Linked DNA regions of Zea mays: region 2 is linked to region 1. Evidence: chromatin contacts called from public Hi-C data. All regions are on one chromosome and are shown on one strand. Each heading gives the region's core, a stretch centred on a gene start, on an enhancer-like site or on the middle of the called end of the contact. The rest is flanking DNA. Distances are from core to core; before and after follow the strand shown.

What was found. A called contact is a pair of places that touch in the nucleus more often than the background predicts.
Region 2: a Hi-C map of leaf shows a contact between it and region 1, with 6 times the contacts expected there. The contact joins the promoter of LOC103646262 here to the promoter of LOC103646260 in region 1. A contact is called at or near these places in 3 of 25 Hi-C or Micro-C datasets (leaf and tassel) and 1 of 3 datasets of contacts at active chromatin or transcription factors (leaf).

Annotation. Positions count from the first base shown.
Region 1 is chr2:33,600,891-33,603,590 of Zm-B73-REFERENCE-NAM-5.0, reverse strand. LOC103646260 (indole-2-monooxygenase-like) reads left to right here and starts at 1,356. Exons shown (of 2, transcript XM_008670988.2): 1 at 1,356-2,009; 2 at 2,139-2,700. The coding sequence starts at 1,356. LOC111590966 (U2 spliceosomal RNA) reads left to right here and starts at 207; the gene lies at 207-398.
Region 2 is chr2:33,815,592-33,818,291 of Zm-B73-REFERENCE-NAM-5.0, reverse strand. It overlaps LOC103646262 (eukaryotic translation initiation factor), which reads right to left and starts at 1,262. Exons shown (of 9, transcript XM_008670990.3): 1 at 869-1,262; 2 at 218-289. The coding sequence starts at 1,015. It also overlaps the pseudogene LOC109944149.

The DNA.
Region 1 (2,700 bases), core at 107-2,606:
GATAAGGACGTGCGGGATAAGGACTCTTGCCTGAGTTAATCTAATCACAGACCATCCAGGCTACATCGGCAGACCATCCAGACCACATGGTCGGACCATCCGACCGTGCCCAGGTGCCAAACCTGGTGCTCAACAACCACCTCACTAATTGAAGGAGGACGAGCAGCCGAGCATGCTATAAAAGGGGTATGTCTTCTTTTTAACCCATGCCTTTCTCGACTTTTTGGTTAAGATAAAGTGTAGTATATGCAGTTTAATATCTGGCATGTGGGTCATATGCCCACTTTAATTTTAATTTTACTTTATGGGGAGGGTCCACTTTAATTTTAAATTTATTTTTTTGTCGGGAGGGTCTATCACATTGATTTGCCACTGGACCGATGATTGACATACCGTGCAACACACGTGCATTGTACTAGTATCTCTAAATCATCTCCCTATACATAATACACCATATTTCTAGTATATTTTAAATTATTTTTTTCATATATGTATTTGTCATAGTCTAAAAAGGTACACATATTAGTTCCATGTTTAATTTTTAATTTAGAGCATAAAAAATTTAGGGGAAAGAGAGTGAACATACTAGATTTAGGGGTAGGAGGGTCTGCTTCTAAATTTAGGGTGTCTTTTAGGGACGACCGTTATAGTTTTAGGGTGTCTATAAATGTTTAATATGTATTTGGTAGATCGTAAATATGGTCGTATAGATATCATTATTTATAGAGTGAAGTTTGAAATAGAAGGCGAGAAATGTAATAAGATAGAAGAGCCACTAGAGATAGCCTTTAGGGTGATTACAACCTATCTAGCAGTTTACCATATGATCATTTAAAACACGATTTTACAACTTAGATTGTATTATTCATAGATTAAGGCCATGCTTATTTCTTTAGTCTAGGGACTAAAGTTTAGTTAGGAGACTAAAGTTTAGTCTCTAACATGTTTGGTTCTAGGGACTAAAATTAATAAGAATATACTAAATGACACATAAAAAGACTATAATAGCCTTTAACATTCTCCTGTTATTAGTATAATTGAATTAAATGAGGGGCAAATGTGGAATTAATATGGTTTAGTCCCTTTTAGCCACATCTTCAGGGACTAAGGACTAAAGCAATTTAGTCCCTGTTTTAGTCCTACCGTTTGATAATTTAGTAACTAAATGAGACTAAAATAGAGGGACTAATCTTTAGTTTCTCAAACCAAACGGGGCCTAAAATTTAAATATAAAAATATGTGGTCAGACTATAGATAGCCTTAGGGGTTAATCATTGCCTACAGTCTTTCCAAATCCCATCGCTCTAAATAATAATAAATTCGAAATGTTTGTATCACGTGAGTGACGTATACACATGATGTGGTCGTCGATGGTGTCCGTCTTCTACTCGCAAGTGGCAAGCGATATATCAAGCTCCATATCGATCGAGCTCTGTAAACCGGAGCGGCGGCACCATTTCGTTACCATGGAGAACCTGGCAGGGCAGCAGTTCGTTTATGAGGTGACGAGTCTACGAGCATTGTTTCTGCTGCTGCTCCTCTCTCCCTTCCTCTTCCTCATCATGCGCAACGCGCGAGCAACAACACTAATGTTCGATACCAAGAGGACAAGGGGCCACCGGCAGCCTGCAGATCGGCAGCAGAGCCTCCCGCCGTCGCCTCCGGCAGTGCCTGTCCTCGGCCACCTGCACCTCGTCGGCTCTCTCCCGCACGTCTCCCTCCGCAGCCTCGCCAGGACGCTTGGCGCGGACCTCATGCTGCTCCGCCTGGGCTCCACGCCGGTGCTGGTCGTGTCGTCGTCCAGCGCCGCCGAGGCCGTGCTGCGCACGCACGACCACGTGTTCGCGTCGCGGCCGCACGCCCTGGTCTCCGAGGTCGTCCTGTACGGTCCGTCCGACGTCGGGTTCGCGCCGCACGGCGACTGCTGGCGGCGGGGGCGGAAGCTCATCACCACGCACCTTCTCAGCGTCAACAGGGTGCAGTCGTTCCGCCACGCCCGGGAAGAAGAGGTACCTACCTGATCATGATTCATGAATGGAATTTTCTACGCGTGGTTAGTTACGTACTGCGGTTATTTGACGCGGCCGACACACACGCTGTGCCTGCCTGGTACTGGACGTCTGGACTACTGGTGGTAGGTGAGCGTGGTGATGGGCCGGATCGCCGAGGCGGCGGCCGCTGGTGCGGCGGTGGACGTGGGCGAGCTGCTCGGCTCGTTCACGAACGACCTAGCGTGCCGCGCCGTGATGGGCAAGTCCTTCCGGAGCGAGGGTCGCAACAAGCTGTTCCGGGAGCTTGTCCTCGACACCACCAAGCTGCTGGTCGGCTTCAACGTCGAGGACTTCTTCCCCTTCCTGGCTCGCTTCGGCGTGCTCAGCAAGCTGGTCCGCGCCAAGTCCGAGAGACTGAGGAGGAGGTGGGACGAGCTACTCGATAGGCTGATCGAGGATCGTGAGAGCAAGTATGAGGCGGCGGCGGCGAGTGATCTCAAGGACGATGATGACGATAACTTCATACATGTCTTGCTCTCCGTTCGACAGGAGTACGGCCATATTACGAGGGAGCAAATGAAAGCTCTCCTGCAGGACGTGTTTATCGGGGGGATAGACTCCACATCTTCGCTGCTCGAGTTCACCATGGCTGAGCTCATGCGGAAACCACGAGTGATGAACAAGCTCCAAGCCGAGGTAAGGAGCAGCA
Region 2 (2,700 bases), core at 13-2,512, 210 kb before region 1:
CAAGAGGGGGTACATTTTCTCAATGTGTGTGTGCTCTTTTTGCCACAGGCCCGATATACAATAATATTCCAAGAGAATTTCTGCAATCTTCAGATATGACAAGCTACATTATATGTGCTATTCTTTAAAACCATATAAGTGACCCATCTAGGAAGACATCTGTAGCAATCTTCAAACCCACAAATTGGCTTTGTATGAAGCATCAGATATTAAATACCTCACGCAGCTCGAGAAGTTGATCTCTTGTGTATCGAACACGCTCACGTGGCTCAAAATGTGAATCTCCGATCTGCACCAAGATATTAGCAATGTCAGAGTAGCACAAATAAGTCTACAGATCCATTGTAACTTCACATTAGCTATAGTATGTGAAACACTAAAGAAAATTAACCCAGTCGAAGCAGGGTGCACAGTGTACAAAACAGTTGAACCTACAAAGTACAATTCCATGTGTGAAATATAAACAACATAACAATGAAAGCAAGATTCGTGTTAACTGCTTAGCCACATCATATAGTATCCCAAAGACCACATACAAGCGGAAGTGAAGCCCTAAGGGTTGAATCCCTGGGCAGGAGCATGTCATGCATCAGAATCTACCAAATCGCATCCCAGGTAGTATCAATCCTTTGGTACGCACCAACATCTTATAAATAAAAACTCATTAAGAGGCGTGAAGACTACTAAATCTCCCCATATCTGACAACGAAATGAGACGAGGCACCAAGACAAGCTCATCTACAATTAAGTAGCGCCCCTAAAAAGGAGATCCGATCGTTTCCCCCGGATCTCCGCCTCCCGCCCCGCCGCAGACCAATCGAACTCGCTACGGATAGCAAGTCATCCATCCAGATCGAGCCTTCCTCACCTTGGAGATGCCGGAGGCGCCCCCGCCGTGCGGGCGGAGGAAGTCTCCAGAGACGGAGGTGGCGAAGGCGGGGGAGAAGAGGCGGCCGGCGCGCGGGCCGCCGCCGCCGCCGGGGCGCAAGCTGATCACAGGCTGGTCCGGCTGCATGCTTCGGGGGAGAGAATCCGACCAGAAAGCGAATCGCGCGGGACTCGATCGAGGAATCGGCGAGCGCGCGAGGTAAGATCGTGAAGGAATCGAAGGTTGTGGGATGAGGTGAGGGTGGAAGGGTTCCGTCCGCGACCTCTCTTTCGGGGAAGAGAGGAGAAGGGAAGGGAGGCGCGGGTTACGGGAGGAGGTGGGGTTTTATCGGTGGAGCTAGGGCTGTGGGGCTGTATCGTAGTTCGCTGCGATGTGGTGAGGGTAGTTTCGTGATTGCGTGCAAGGTTTTGCCCACGAGGCCTGGCGTCCGCGCACCCTCGTCGGCGTGCGCTCGTTCGGGCGGTGCGGATAAGGTAGATTTGAGTTGCTAAAATACAGTATTTATATTAAAAATTATATAATTCAATAAATAAAATTATATAATTCATAAACTAAAAAAATCGGCTTCCCTGCAGCCGGCGTAGATGCTGTAAATGTTCGGACTTCGGACTGTTGCAGCTATAATTTATAGAGATAAAATTTTGTAGAAACCACAATTATATTAAAGCCGCTTCAAAATGTCGTTAGGCTATAAGGTAACTTGCCACTGACCTTGTTCTGCCACCGGCTATATTTTACCACCTAAGGCCTAGTTTGGATACTCTAGGAATTAGAGGGATTGGAGTGGATTGAGATGTATTGTGAGAGTTTTTGATCTATTGAGGATTTAAATACTCTTCAATCCCTCCAAAACACTCTAATCCAAGAGTATCCAAACTAGGCCTAAGGGCTTGTTCGGTTCTACCCCAATCCATATGGGTTGAGGGGAATTGAGGGGATTTCAATCCACAGTAAGTCAAAATCCCCTCCAATCCGTATCAATCCCCTCCAATCCATATGGATTGAAAATAACCGAACAAGCCTTAATAGTGTCCACGCGCATTAAAAGAAGGCGCCAGACCGAGGGATCAAACCTCCAACCAAGTGAATTAGCCATTCTAATGCACACTTTTGAACCATTGCGCCACCTTTGTTTGTCCTGTTAGAAGAAACAATCCCTCTTCCTTTAACACCCGTACCTCGTACCTCCAGACTTCACCAGGCCTTTGGCATTCTGTCCTCCTATCCATGGTGCGGCCCATATTTCACCAACTTTAGCGTGGCCAGAGAGCAAAACAATACAACAGCGGTCATCCTGTCCTTCGGCAACCTCCGCCTCCACGACGACGCCAAAGCAACCGCTCAGTCAGCTCCACTCCGCGTCCTCCCTCTCCACGACCTCCACCTCTTCCGCTTCAACGAGCATCCGATGGAGATAAATGGCGCCTTCTTCGACTCAGTTTTTCTCCCGCACTTTGCCGACGCCAGAGATCTCGCTGTTCACAACCTCCCCTCCGCAGTTGCAACTGAGTCGACTGTGCGTGCTATCGCAAGAGGAAATTGCCCCTTCTCCGGCTTTGTTACCTGAACCGCCGCTGTGGTTTGTTGAGTTAAAAAAATCTTGATATCTAGTTTCAACTGTACCAAAGTTGCAGGGTATGTTGTGACCCACCCGATTTACCCTATAGCTGAATATTCACTGCTATATTTGCTAAATTGTGTTGTTGAACTGTGTTGCTAAGATAAATATTTTGGATATTCATAAATCAACTGAAATCTCTACTATCTATTAAGGTTGTAAGGGTAGCCTACCTTTTTTTGGTTCTGCCTCT